2 separate regions of the Mus musculus genome follow, and region 1 is linked to region 2. The links are chromatin contacts, called in public HiChIP or PLAC-seq maps. All regions are on one chromosome and are shown on one strand. Each heading gives the region's core, a stretch centred on a gene start, on an enhancer-like site or on the middle of the called end of the contact. The rest is flanking DNA. Distances are from core to core; before and after follow the strand shown.

Evidence for each region. HiChIP or PLAC-seq counts read pairs in DNA pulled down with a chosen protein or histone mark.
Region 1: an HNF4G HiChIP or PLAC-seq map of pancreatic cancer cells shows a contact between it and region 2. The contact joins two enhancer-like sites. A contact is called at or near these places in 1 of 484 Hi-C or Micro-C datasets (embryonic stem cells) and 2 of 115 datasets of contacts at active chromatin or transcription factors (embryonic stem cells and pancreatic cancer cells).

What each region holds. Positions count from the first base shown.
Region 1 is chr7:80,770,342-80,777,829 of GRCm38.p6, reverse strand. All of the region lies in intron 2 of Iqgap1 (IQ motif containing GTPase activating protein 1), which reads left to right. Among named protein-coding and RNA genes, the nearest start is that of Iqgap1, 29 kb to the left of the region's middle. Within about 2 kb of position 3,444, at least 128 of the 459 cell types and tissues checked have an H3K27ac peak or open chromatin away from gene starts, as enhancers often do. A contact at or near this core is called in pancreatic cancer cells, where this site is marked.
Region 2 is chr7:80,174,700-80,182,335 of GRCm38.p6, reverse strand. No RefSeq gene overlaps it. Among named protein-coding and RNA genes, the nearest start is that of Sema4b, 20 kb to the left of the region's middle. Within about 2 kb of position 5,690, at least 18 of the 459 cell types and tissues checked have an H3K27ac peak or open chromatin away from gene starts, as enhancers often do. A contact at or near this core is called in pancreatic cancer cells, where this site is marked.

The sequences.
Region 1 (7,488 bases), core at 2,195-4,694, 600 kb before region 2:
TTCTGGATTCCCATTTCTCTGTAGTATCTGAGGGTTCAGTCCTGTCTGAGGGTCTTCTCTGGGTTGTTTGTTTGTTTGATTTGTTTTTAAGCTCGAATCCTGGCTGTGGCTGGCAAACTCTTCTCTGCTTTAACTTGAAAACGATCTGCCGCTTGCCATTGCCAGTTGGCCTTTGCCACCACCACTCCAGTATTTCCCACCTTTCTGTTCACTGCGAGCTGACTCCTGCTCCAGAGTCCCTCTACAGAGGCCCTGGAGGAGTTTTTCATTTTCTGTTCTCTTTGCTGTCCCTTTTTTACAGCGTCTGACGGCGGTGATGACAGCCAGATTCCTGGAGTGTTTCTCTTCTTTGATTACCACCACATGATCCCCTCTTGATTTCTCGTCTTTTTGCAGGGACTTTCCACCCTCAGAAGGTCCCGTCCTTGGCTATCTCCCCGTTGTATTTGTCTTTACCTTGTCCCTAGGCTTGTAGATGGCCTCATATCCGCTTGGGTTTCCAGGTGCTTGCAGGATGTCACTCTGGATGGCTGTCCCATTGACATTTCAGGCCCAACATGCACTTGTCATCCTCTTGTCTCCCTGTCTCGGTGTGGCTTCATGGATCTATTTAGTCATCCATGCCACAAGTCCCCAAGTCATTTTTAAAAAAATAAAACCTTTTCTCTTTCCTTTTATAGAAGTTTCTTTAAGTTGCTGTAGATGGTTTATGGGGCCAGATTTTTTGTTTTGTTTTGTTTCTTTCTGGGACTGTGTGATAATGTGGGATTTTCCCACAGAGTGAATAATAAGTTATTATTTTTACTATTTGGCAGTCGGGCAGATGGTGATATTGTTACCTTAATTTGCATTTAATGGATGACCAGTAATACTGAACATTTTTGTGAGCACTGGCTATTTCTATTTATTTTATAAGTTGCCTGCTTGTGTTTCTAGCTCATTTTTTTAGGGAAATATTTGTCATTTTAAGTGTTTAAAATATATGTATAAACCCAGGAAATTGTTCTATATTTCAATTTTACCTCTCCAGTTTATTTTTGTTTTTGTTTTGTTTTGTTTTTTTTTTCTGTTTTTTTGGACCAGGTCTTGGCTGTGTAGCTGTGGCTGGCTGGAATTCACCATTTCAACCAGACTGGCCTTGAGCATAGAGGAAAAAGGCCTGGGCCACCATGTTTGTTGTGGGGTATTTGGGAGGGTGGCGGTCAGTAGTGGTTTTCTTTGCTTTTGTCCGTTTTAGAGGCAAGGTCTTGGTGTGTAGCCCAGGCTGACTGGTCCTACCTCATCTCCTGAGTACAGGGTTGTAGTGAGGGTTACAGACACGTGCTATATTGCCCTGCTTTGCTTATTTATTTTTTGTTTTCTGAGGCTGCCCCCAGCTTGTCCTGTAAGCCTGGAATCTGTAGGCCAGCATCATTACACCTAGGTGGATAGTGGGAAATGATTTCTTTAATTTGTTTAGTGTGCATGTGGGTGTCTGGGTGCGTATGCGCCATCTGCTCAGTGGAGAGACAGCTGGGGAAGTTGCTTCTCTTCTTCTACCATGAGGGTTTGGGGCATTGAACTCCAGCCATCATGCTTGTGGTCATGTGCCTTTACCCGTGAGCCATCTCACCTCATCTCCTTCCCTCTGATGTCTGCCTGTGTCCTCTTGTTTGTAAACTCTTTTCCTCTTTAAGATTATATAACTTCACACATATATGTATGTACACATTTAAATCTCTAAATCAACCTTGGTTTTCATATTAATTGCAAAGTGTGTGGTCAAAAGTTAGCTCTAAGTTTTGGGCATAGTGTACTTACTTCTAATTCCTGAATTTAAGAGGCAGAGATGGGAGGATTGGGAGTTTGAAGCCAGCTTGGACCCTGTCTCAACATGCACCCTCATAAAGAATTTCTTAAAAATCATCTTGTAATTACACAAGCGCTCAGTTTTCCTACTAATTATATCAGCAGCAGTCACCAAGGTTTCATCCTCGTATGGCTTCTCTCTGAGGGCTTGAGGTCGGGAACTGGGCTGCTGCTGGCGTGAGGAAGCCCAGTGCTAGAGCTTGAGCTTGTGTGGGAGGGTGAGTGTTCAGTAGGCTGTACCTGTCGCTGTCCCGGAAGGAAGGACTATGTTGTGGACTCGAGGGCTGTGGACATCTTCAGCAGTTAAGAGCAAGTTGTTCTTCCAGAGGACGTGGGTTTGAATCCCAGCATCGGCATGGTGGCTCACCACTGTAGGGAACTCTAGTCCCAGAGGATCTGATCTGATGATATCCTCTTCTGGCTCCCACAGACACTGCAGACACACAGTGCACAGACATACATGCCAAATAACCACATGCATAATAGAAAAAAAAGACCGGCTTAAAGAAAACAGTGTGAACTTCGAATCATGGTCAAGCGAGAGCTGCCCAGCGGTGCTCTTGGGTGACTTTCCGTTCAGTTTGTGAAGCGAGGCCAAGCTACTTAGTTTCCTGAGGTTGATGCAAAGATCACATGAGGCGATGCGTGCATTTAGTTTCGGAGCTGCCACATGGTGTTAGATTTTTTTTGTTTGTTTGTTTTTGTTTTTGTTTTATATTTACAACAGGCCTTTCAGTCTAGTACTCTGTGAAGTAGTTCCAGATAGATAGAACTTTGAATATAATTCCCATATAGGTTACATGCAAGTAGTTTGAGGAGAAAATAATGAATATTTATACCGTTTGTGAGAGGAGGAACTCTACTTTCTATAAAAATAGCAATTTTGTCACTAAGCTGTATCTGTGGCTGAATCCTGATCACATGTAGGATATTCTTAGTCATCACTTGGTATGATATTTTCTGAACTTAAGGAAAAAAAATAAACTTTCTGTTCTGTTTTTTTTTTTTTTTTCCTTTTAAAGACAAGGTTTCATTTGTAGCTCTGGCTGGCCTAGAACTCACCAAGTTCAATTTCATTGTGCCTTCTGAGTACTGGGATTACAGATGTGTGCCACCATGCCTGGAAGGAGGGTTCTATTTTAGTTTATAGTTCGAGGGTGCAGCCCGTTATGGCGACAGGAGTTTGAGGTCACATTGCAAGCTCAGTGAGTGGAATGATGTCCACTGGTGCTCAGCTGGCTGTCTCATTTTGATCAGCCTGGGACGTAGGCTGTGAAGTGGTACTGCTCACAGTAGGATGGGTCTTCTCATCTTAGCTAACCGAATTGAAAAATTCCCTCACGGACACGCTCAGAGGCTCTCTCCTTGTGGCTGTAGGTCTTGTGTTCAGTTGGAGAATGTTCAGAGATGGGTGGGAAGGATGTGAGGGTCCCGAGGAGCAGGCCCCACACGCCTGTGCCTTCTCTGTGCCAGCCGGTATTCCTAGCAATTATATATACTGTGTCATCATCCAGAACGCTCTATGGGCATGCGCTATTATTATTCTTTTTACGGGAATACTTGACGGAACTGGAATCATTGTACTTAACGGAAGTATCAAGTAGCGAGTGTGACTCACAGGAGGAAAAGGCACAGACGTCTTTAATCATCTGCCAAGCACTGGGCTAGACTCCAGTCACAATCTTACTGAATTCTTAACAACAAACCTATTTGGAGGTTTTTGCTACCATCCTCTGTTAGCAAATGAAGAGCAGAGTGCCATGGCACAGGTCTCTATAAACCACCATGTGATCCTAGTACTGAGGAGGACCACAGGTTTGAGGCCGACCTTGGCCACACAATGAGACTCCGACTTAAAACAAAAACCAAGAGGAGGAGGACTGGTTGGTCAGGTGCTGGGTGTCTTGTTAAGTGTGGATCTTTCTAGGTTCCCGGGTGATGCTGGTCACATGATGCCCTCATCCTTCTGCCATGTTCCAGAAGGCAGCCTGAGTGGCCTGCAAAAAGCTGGTGGTGCTGGTGTCAGAAAAGCTTTCTGGCTGCTGTGTCCACAGAGGAAATGCTTTCCCTCCAGTGTTTTTGATCTCTGTGTGTGGCAGTGCCTCTCATGCTTCACTTTAGCTGTTTGGGAACACTGTTTGAGGCGGCATCACCGGGGTTGCGGAGAAAATTTTGCATTGGCTGATGAATTATCTTTTATGCATTGATTATTTTTTTAACCATTTTTTTATTCCCCATTTATTTGTCTATGTTTCACAGTGCTGGGGATTGAACGTAGGGCAATAAGCGTGCTATGCAAACTCTCAACTGCTGAGGCACAGATACTAACTTTTAAATGTATCTTAAATGAATTTATAAGGACAAATTAAAATGCTTAAATTAAAAATAATATTACATGTATTTATTCATGTATTTATTTGGGGGAAGGGTGCATGTGCCATAAGTGTGTGTGTATGTGTGTATGTGTGTATATGTGTGTGTGTGTGTGTGTGTGTGTGTGTGTGTGTAGATCAGAGGGTAGCTTTTGAGAGTGGTTCTTCCACCGTGTCCTGGGGATCAAACAGAGTTTGTCAGGTTTGGTGGCAAAGTACTTTTACCCACTCTACCCTCTTGCCAGCTCTAACTGCTGTATTTTATGAGAGAGTTTGTGTCTGAGTTGAGAGTTATGGGTGGGTCTGCTGTTGAGATGAACTGTCTGACCCAGTGTTAAAGAGACAGTCCTGGGGCATTCCCAGCCTTCCCCTGCATGGGATTTCTGACACTTCCCTCTGTGTAGACCCCTGTGGTACCCAGTTCTGCTGGATCCTGTCTCATGGCAACAACAACAGTGGTGCCCTGTGAGAAGAGTTCCAAACCAAGAGTGGGTTCATCTTTGCCACTTAGTAGCAGTGACCTTGGATAAGTCATCCATAATTTGTAAATGAGGGATTGTGCAAATAAGGTACAACCTTGGAGCAGCCTCTTGGGCAACCAAAAATACTTGTTTATATATGTGAGGGCAGGAGAAATGGCTTAGTGGTTAAGAGCAGTCGGTACTCTTGCAAAGAATCCTGGTTCAGTTTCCAGCACCTACATGGCAGCTAACAACCATCTGTAATCCCCAATTCCAGAGACTCTATCCTATGCCTTCTTCTGATCTGTGTGGGTACCCAGCACACACATGGCACCTGTACACACAGGCAGGTAAAACAGCATACACATACAACAACTGAAAGGGGCAGTGGTGGCACATGGCTTTAATCCCAGTTCTTGGGAGGCAGAGGCAGTCAGATCTCTGTGAGTTTGAACCCAGCCTGGTCTCAGAGAGTTCCAGGACAACCAGGGCTACATGGATAAACCCTGTCTCGAAAAATAAAAACATCATCATAAACAACAACAGAATATTAAAAACTATTTCCCATTTCAATGTTTTTTTTTTTTAAAGATTTATTTATTTATTATATGTAAGTACACTGTAGCTGTCTTCAGACACTCCAGAAGAGGGAGTCAGACCACATTACAGATGGTTGTGAGCCACCATGTGGTTGCTGGGATTTGAACTCCGGACCTTCAGAAGAGCAGTCGGGTGCTCTTACCCACTGAGCCATCTCACCAGCCCCCATTTCAATGTTTAAGTCATCCTTTTGGTTTTGCTAGAGATTAAACCCTGGGCTTAACACATTCTGAATATGTGTTCTATCTTTCTAAAGTTCTTTCCTCCTCAGAATCAATTCTAACACTATTCAGTATTGTTTAATGGTTAGAAATGTTTATATATTTATAAACATAAATACTAATAAAAGTGACGAACCCTTTGGTGGGCTCCTTATTTAACTTAAAAGTCCTGAGAAACTACATAATAACATGGAGAATAGTCATACAGTTTTGGAAAATGTTGGGTGATATTCTCTAATGTTTATTTTATGTTCAAAATCAAACAACCCAGAGAACAAAATCAAAGGGATCTGTGCTAAGGCCCTCTCGGCCCTCAGACTTTAGGACGCTGCTGTGATGGCAGAAGAAGAGATTTCCTGTGAGCTATGGAGGACTGATAAGAGTCTAGAGGTTGAACATAAAAGTTACAATAGCATAGCAGGGTCTGGTACTGTACTCTTGTGACTGTAGTACATTGGAGGCAGAGGCAGGGAGAGCCTGTGTTTGAGGCCAGTCGGAAGCCTGGGCTTTGTTAGAGATTCTGTTGGTCAGTCAATCAATCAATCAGTTATCAATCCACCAACCAATCAATTCTGTTGGTCAGTCAATCGATCAATCATTCAGTCAGTCAGTCATAATATCAAGACACTGTACTTAACATTCATAATTGGAGTAATACAGTATGCTGGCTGGTTTTATGTCAGCTTGACACAAGTTCTAGTCATTTTGGAAGAGAGAACCTGAACTGAGAAAATGCCCCCACCAGATTATTCTGTGGGCAAGCCTGCGGTACATTTTCTTGGTTGACGATTGGTGTGAGAGGGCCCAGCTCACTGTGGGTGGTGTAACCCTTAGGCTGATGGTCCTAGGTACTATAAGAAAACAGGGCAAGCAAGCCATAAGGAGCAAGCCAGTAAGCAGCACTCCTAGATGGCCTCTGCCCCACTTTCCGTTTCCAGGTTTCTGGTCTGAGTTCTTGCCCTGATTTCTCTCTGTGGTGGTAAAGTAAACGCTTCCTCCCTGAGCTGCTTTTGGTTATGCTTTATCACAGCAATAAGAAGCAAACTAAGATGCACAGAATCCTACTTTTCCCAAATCTGATTTATTTTATTCTCAGAAACAAACCATTGAGGAATAGCTGACTCGAAGGTGAGCGGAACATGCGGTGGTTGTCGTATGTGGGGTGTTTGGAAGCAGTGCTTGCATTTCCCTCTCTTTCTATTCTGACTTCTGCCTCTGCTATCCGGCCACCAAATCACAGTTGGCTTTTCTAACTCTGGGCTGGGGTGCTGTGTCTAGTATCCTACCTTACTGCAGGGAACTTGTAAGTGTTGGCATTAATGAGGACTGCTTTATAGCTATTGGACCACGGAGGGCAGAGACAAAAGATTATAGGAGATCACCTAAGTCAGTCCCGCCTTTTATTTTCAATCTGGTCTAATAACTTCAGAGAGGAGGAAGATCTAATCAATCACCTAAGGGAACTGTGGCCCTCTCACTTGGGCACATGAGCCCATTATGCTATTATCCACAGTCTGCCCTATGGATTGACATCATATCAAGCAAAGAGTAAATATTTTTTCTTTGTCTATTGTGTGCTGCTGCTTTTGACTTTAGCTTTTGTTGTGAGGCTTGTTCCTGTTAATGAGAACCCAAGTTAGAAGGTCCCCTGAGAGCTGGGGGTGCCAGCAGCTGTTCGTCAGAACGATCCTGTTCACCCTCCACTCCCCAACACTGGTTTCTGAGACAGGGTCTCTCTCCATAGCCTTTGCTGTCCTGAAACTCAGTATGTAGACCAGGCTGATCTTGAACTCACAGAGATCCACCTGCCTCTGCTTCCCAAGTTTGGGATCAGAGCTGTGTGCCAACACAACTGGTCATCCATTTTCTTTTTAGCAGTAAACTCTTAGAAAGAAAATGTTGTGGCATGCCCTGTGGTGACTGCTCTCTGTCCCACAGCAGCCAGCCTGCCTGTCTTCCTTTCCTTTCCCTTTCCCCTTCCCTTCC
Region 2 (7,636 bases), core at 4,441-6,940:
TCTTGAACAATAATCTCCTGAGGTACATACATGTTTCTGATTCTGATCTCTCTCTCAGTCTCTCTCTCAGTCTCTCTCTCAGTCTCTCTCTCTCTCAGTCTCACCCACTTCCCCTGTCTCCTCCTCTCTGCTTGCTGCTTTTCTCACAGAGTAGTGTGTAACACAGGCTACCCTCAAACTTGCTATGCATATGAGGATAGCCTTGAATTGTTTTTTTTTTTTAATGTGCCTTGGTGTTTTGCCTGCATGTGTGTCTGCATAACAGTATCAGATCTTAGAGGCTCAGACAGTTATGAGTTGCCATGTGGAGGCTAGGAATTGAACCTGGGTCCTCTGAAGAGCAGTCAGTGTTCTTAACCTCTGAGCCATCTCTCTCCAGTCCCATCCCTGAATTCTTGATCCTTGGAATCTTGGAGGATTCTGTGGTGGATCCTTCCCTAGGCTTCCACAAGGAGCCATTTGAGGTTTCTCTTCGTGGTGATGAGGGTTCGTACACAGGACGTGAAACATGTAAGGCAGATTCCCGCCACTGGGCTACCACTCTCCTCTCTTTCTGTTCACAGTTATTCATTTACTTCTCTTGTTGGGTGTACAGACCCAACAAGACTCTCTTGGGAGAGTCGGTCTCTACTTCCAGCATGCAGATTTGGGATGTGTTGTTGAAAGAAGCAGTCCTCAACTCAAAAGAATAAAAAAATGTGATTTATCCTAGAGCACAGATGAATGACCATGGACCAGATAATATACATTTTGGTCTCCCCAAATATGATGTTCCAACAGGGACGCAGTTTCCTGGAATTTTATAGTTTTACAGAACAAAGTCAAGAATCAAGACAACATAAAATACATTGGTGTATACATCAGAGAGAATTACATCAAGATGGGGGGGTGGGGTGGATGTTATCTGATGACAGAATTAGCTGTGGAGTTGGAAGGAGCTGGCAACTGTTAATAGATTTCCAAAGGTTTTTATCTGTTGTTAGTCATGACAGAGAGGTGGGTGCTGAGTGGCTGTTCTGAGGGGTCAGGGCTTGCTAATAGCAGCTGAGATAAGGTAAATTAGCCTCTGGACTGCAGCATGCCAACCTCTCCACAGGTCTGCAGTTCTGATTAGTCATTCTCTGCAGACACAGCGCTCTAGGAGTCTTGTTCACAGAGAGAACTCAACAGCCAGCACCAAGCCGTCTTGTCAGCCTGATTTCTTAAGGCAGGGTCTTCTAGTTTGTTGGTTTGTTTGCTTGTCTGTTTTGTTTTTTCCAAGACAGGGATTCTCTGAGTAGCCCTGGCTGTCCTGGAACTCACTCTGAACAATAAGCTGCCCTTGAACTCTGCTTCCCGAGTGCTGGAATTAAAGTTGTGCCTCCACCACCATCTGGCTAAAGACAGAGTCTTATTATGAAGCTCAATATGGCCTAGAATTCAGACTGGTCTCAAACTCAGAGCGATCCTCCTGTCTCAGCTTCATGAGTGTTGTTGGAGTCATGAGTGTGAAACACCACACCCAGCCATTTGGACAGGTTTATAAATAAATGAGAATTTTCCTTTCCCTGGCTATGCGGCTATTTGTCTGGTTAGGTGTCACTCTCCTTCCCACGGCTGTTCTGTTCCTTGTCCCCAGCAGGACAGCACCCCAGATCCAGTTCCCAGACCACTGGACATCAATGGTATCATTGTTTCCTTAATTTTACCCCCAGTGATGTCTCATTGTGGTTTTCATTTGCATTTCCCCATAGTCCTTGCTGCTGTTTAACATCTTTTCATTTGCACATCTACAATCTATCTCTATTTTTTTAATCTACTTATTTTTTGATGGTGTCACTACATGACTTTGGCTCCTTTCCTAATTGGATTATTTGTTTTGTCTTTAATTTCCATAATTGGTCTTTTGTCATATGACTCGACTCCAGTTTCATTTTTTAGTTTGTTGGGGAGTGTTGTTTGTTGTTGTTGGGACTGAGTCTTCTTGTGTAGCTTAGGTTGGTGACAGACTTGCAGTTATCCTCCTGCCTCAGTCTTTCCTGTGCTGGACTTACAGGCATGCACGACAAGCCTGTCTCTTAGGTTTTTTTGTTTTGTTTTTGTTTTTTGTTTTGTTTTGTTTTGTTTTCGAGACAGGGTTTCTCTGTGTAGTCCTGGCTGTCCTGGAACTCACTCTGTAGATTAGGCTGGCCTCGAACTCAGAAATTCACCTGCCTCTGCCTCCCAAGTGCTGGGATTAAAGGCATGCACCACCACGCCCGGCTTTTAGTTTTATATTCTCCTGGGCAGGCACACTGCTTTCTGTTCATCTTTTCTGCGGCTTGTGGCTGCTGAATTGACACCATTGTGTGTGTACACCAATCCTGAAAGTAACTGTATAGAGTAGGTCTTCCTGCCTCTCTGCCTTTCGGTTCCACATGGCAAACGGTTCTTTGAGACTGAGAGTTAAATTGCTAGCCCACCTGTCCCCAAGCTGGGGCCCTACATGCTCTACCAGTATCTAGCACTGTCCTGTTAATTTTTCCAAAACTAAACAATATCACTTGTCTTTTCTTATTTTTTGTGGTTTTTTTTAAAGATTTATTTTATTTATTGTATGTAAATACACTGTAGCTGTCTTCAGACACCAGAAGAAGGTCTTGTTACAGATGGCTGTGAGCCACCATGTGGTTGCTGGGATTTGAACTTTGGACCTTCGGAAGAGCAGTCGGGTGCTCTTACCCACTGAGTCATCTCACCAGCCCCCCCTTATTTTTGTCTTAAATGGTTTTTTTATCAAGAGACAATGAACATATAACTCATGATTTGGGGATATGCTTTTTGATGAGTAAGCACAACCCCACTGAACACGAGAAACAATTTCATCACCACCAGAAATGCTTCTCGGAACTTTGCAGTCATTTGCCTTTCTTAGGCCACAAGCCCTGGTCTAAGGGCTGCCCCTAAGTCTGTCTGTTTTAAGATCTTCTCTGAATGGAATCGACATTGTATCCTTTGGATCAAGGTCCTCGCTAATATATGTAGATTCTTGTTTTGGTTTGTTTGTTTCTTCTTTTTTCTTTCTTTTCTTTTCTTTTCTTTTCCTTTCTTTTTAAAGATTTATTTTATTTAAATGAGTACACTGTAGCTGTCTTCAGACACACCAGAAGAGGGCATCAGAACCCATTAAAGATTGTTGTGAGCCACCATGTGGTTGCTAGGAATTGAACTCAGGACCTCTGGAAGAGCAGTCAGTGCTCTTAACCATCTCTCCAGCCCATTTTGTTTGTTTCTTGAGACAGGCTTTCTTTGTGTAGCCTTGGCTGTCCTGGGACTTTGTAGACCAGGCTGCTCTTGAACTCACAGTGATCTCCTGCCTCTACCTCCCAAGTGCTGGGACTAAAGTCATGCACCACCTCCGCTCAGCATGTGCGATTTTAAGAGTCTGTCTCTGTCTCCCTTTTTTCCTTTGCTTGCTGAAAGCACCTGCTGCTACACACTAAGCTGCCCCATGGCCACGCCTTCCCTGTCTTAATGGATTCATATCCTCTGAGAAAGTGAGCCACAATAAATCCTTCCTCCTTGTTGCTTCTGTCAGGCATGTCACCACAGCAGTGAGAAAGGTAAATGAATACAGTGTATTCCCTTGTTTCAGAAAGGCTTAGAGGGCTCAAGAGACCGTGTATTACCCTGAAGATGGAGAATAAGACCGCCCAGGCAGACTAACTGTATGACCCAAGAAAACTCAGCAGTCACCAGTGCCTCGCTGCGGCAACTCACACATACTTAGACATGTGCTGGCTCTAGGAGGCCTGGTTGAGGCTGGCACTGTGGTAGCTCTTAACTCTGAGGGATCTGCTGATCCTCTTGAGAGCTAGGTGGGTGTTGGCACGTCCTCTCTGCCCTTCCTCATCTCACTCACAACGCACCCCAGCTTCATCTGATACCGTAGCTGGCAAACTCATCCTGAAACAGGGTCCTAGCTTGTCAACTGACATCACTATCAGGGGTGATGGCTTGTTTCAGGGCCTGCAGCTTACTGCTGGACCTGCTGACCTTGCTACTGCAGCCGGTGAGGTACATCCCAGTCCTCTCTTTAGGTACACACATGAGAGGCTCAGTCCTGAAGGGCAGTGATCTTCAAGGTTGATTTCAGCTCAGCAGAAGGCTGACTCAGCCTGCCCAGAGGAACCAGGAAATTCTGTCAGGATAGGGTCTGCCAGTGACCCTGACATCATTGCCACGTGAAGGCCTTCCCAAGGCCAGACCCGCTTCTTTTTAGTGGTCTGTTATTGAGTAGGACACTTTCCCACAGTAAATAAGTTTTGCATGTGGAAGAAAACTAATCCAACAAAAGCGGGGGTGGGATGGGGGTGGGAGTAAAGAGTAATAGAAAGCCTGCATTGGTGAGGGGAAGCCCTAATAGAATCCTTGCATCTCACAGAAGTTTAATAGATAGATAGGTATGTATATATGTATTTATGTATGTATGTATATATGTATGTATGTATATAGTTAGGTAGATGGATGGATAGATAGATAGATAGATAGATAGATAGATAGATAGATAGATAGATGATAGATATCCACCAAGTATAGTGGTTCATGCTTATAATCCCAACATTTAAGAGGCAGAGACAGTAGGATTATCATGAGCTTGAGGCCAATATGTGTGACATAATTAGTTCCCAGGCCACAGAATGAGATCATGTCTCAAAACCAACATCAAAACCCAAAATTGAGGTAGTTGTGGTGGCTCATGCCTATAATCTCAGCAGTGGGACTGCCCCAAGGGAGGAATTGGTGGCTACTTAATCGTCTTCGGTCACACCTTTAGTCTGTGTTTGTGTGGCCAGTTCTCTCTCTTCAGTGTAAGACATATAGATTTAAAAGCCCACCGAGCCCTTTGAAACAAGGAAGTATACTGTGTTCATTAGTCTTCCCATTGCTGTAGCAGCATACCGGACTTAAGGGTTCATTTTAGCTCACAGTCTGAGGGGATGCAGATCCATTGTGTCGGGGATGCCGTCTCTGGAACAGCTTGGAGTATGACTGGCAAGATAATAATAGTAATATGACCTTCCAAGTCACAGGCCCTTCTTGGCCAGGGATAGGTCCCACTCCTATGAAGTGAGTCTTCAATTCATTAAAAAAAAAAAAAAAAAAAGAGCAGTTGGTTACTCTGAAACATTTGTGCCACTATTGTATAAATGTATATATCTTTTCAGATGGGTCATTATTGTCATTTGCTGTGTTCATGGCTGGGCAATACCGTTGGTGACTTTTTCTCCCCAGAAACCCTCATAGTGCCTTCTGATACTATGAAAGCTAGCCGTGGGGAGGAAGCTTTGAGGTCAGTACCCGCTTGATTTTTCCGTGTCCTACGACCAAAGTGTGTGCTATCTGCACAGTAGGCTGTTTGGTATCTGCACAGTGAGCTGTTACCACCAAGTCCCGGTAGGCAAGCAAGAGCAATGGCAATAGCCTGTACTGATTTAGGAGCCAGGCTAAACCCTCATCCACAGTGGCCCACGTCAACAGCTAGGGACCATTCGGTGCCATGTCCCAAAGGGTTCATGACCTCCCACTGCAGCACCTGTCGGGCTTAGATGTTGTAAATAGGCAAGCTTGAGCAGAGAACTCCAGTTCTGAGGTATCGAACTGTCTTTCAGCAGATAGTGGATACTTCCTGGACTATCACGTAGGACTCTGTCAAAAACCAAAACCAAAACCAGAATAAACACCAGAAGTTCATGTCTGTCCTGAGGTGGCAAAGATAGTCTTCAACATTTTATAGCACAGCAATGCACATCACGGTTTTCTGGACATATCTCTGTCTGCATGAGCTTTTTGTTCCAAGTGGTTTTCAACTTTATCTTTTTCCATGGAGTGAACAGGTAGTCTATCCCAATGATTCTCAGACTTGGATAGTTATCAGAAAGATGGTTTAAGCAACATTTCCTGGCCACATTAGTCACTTCCTTTCCTCACTGTACTCAATGGAGATCCACTCTCCTACATCCCTGGCTGCCTCAGTTCCTGCACCACCCGTGGCCCTGTCACCCCTGCTTGGCAAATACTGAGCAAATCCCCAGCCTCTGCCACGCCTTCCACAGACCAGGCTGCTGTCTTCTTCACGTCTCTGGCTACTTTTTTCTCACTTTCTGGGCAACTTGCCTATTTTCTTTCTTTTTCACTTTTCTTTCTTTTTTCTTTTTCTTTCTTTTCATTTTTTTATGATTATTATTTTATGTGTTCAAGTGTTTGACCTGCGTGTGTGTGTGTGTGTGTGTGTGTGTGTGTGTGTGTACCATGGGCATGCCTGGTGCCTGTATAAGCAAGAAGAGTTCTGAATCCCCTGGAAACAGGTTCACGGATGGTTTTAAACTGATATATAGGTGCTGGGAATGGAACTTGAGTCCCCTGGAAGAGCAGCCGGTGCTCTTAACACTGAGCTATCTTGCCAGGCTTCATACAGCTCTGTTAGACCTTCTCCCCTGCCCCAGCATCCCATTATCATCACACCCCTGTGTGTGTGACATCTCTGTAAAGTATGCTCACTGACTTGATCAGAGGCACAAAGGAGAAGAATTGGATTTGTTCCCAAGCAACGAAGACAGAACCACAAAAGAAAACCACCAGGTAAATGTTCCAAGACATGGGATTCATGATGATAAGTCATAGGTTACTGGACAGATTACACAGTCCTGAAAAGGTAAATAGCCGGGCGGTAGTGGTGGCACACGCCTTTGATCCCAGCACTCGGGAGGCAGAGGCAGGTGGATTTCTGAGTTCGAGGCCAGCCTGGTCTACAGAGTGAGTTCCAGGACAGCCAGGTCTATACAGAGAAACCCTGTCTCGAAAAACCAAAAAAAAAAAAAAAAAAAAAGGAAAGGAAAAAAGAAAAGAAAAGAAAAGAAAAGAAAAGATAAATACATTACTTTCCTCCATACTGAGGCAGGCCCGGAGGATGAAGTCACTATTATAGAACCGTAAGTCAGCTACTTGATCAGTTATTAAAACAAAACAAATCAAATGGATCCAACCAACCATGAAGGCCAGGCATGGTGGCACATGTCTTCACTCCCAGCATTGCAGAGGCAGAAGCAAAGGAGACAAAGGCAGAGGAGGCAAAGGAGGAAGAGCAGGCAGGGGCAGAGGAGGAAGAGGAGGAAGAGGAGGAAGAGGAGGCAGAGGAGGAAGAGGAGGCAGGGGCAGAGGAGGAAGAGCAGGCAGAGGCAGAGGAGGAAGAGGAGGCAGGGGCAGAGGAGGAAGAGCAAGCAGAGGCAGAGGAGGAAGAGGAGGCAGGGGCAGAGGAGGAAGAGCAGGCAGAGGCAGAGGAGGAAGAAGAGGCAGGGGCAGAGGAGGAAGAGCAGGCAGGGGCAGAGGAGGAAGAGGAGGCAGGGGCAGAGGAGGAAGAGGAGGCAGGGGCAGAGGAGGAAGAGGAGGCAGGGGCAGAGGAGGAAGAGGAGGCAGAGGCAGCAAAGGAGGCAGAGGCCAAAGCAAGCAGATCTCAGTTTGAGGCCAACCTGGGCTACATAGTGGGTTCCATCTCAGCCAGGGCTACATAGTGAGTCCCCGTCTTAAAACATAAACAAATAGAGGCGTGGTAGCAGCAGTAAGCCTTTAATCCAAGCGGCAGAGGCAGGCTGATCTCTGTGAGCTGGAGGCTACCCTA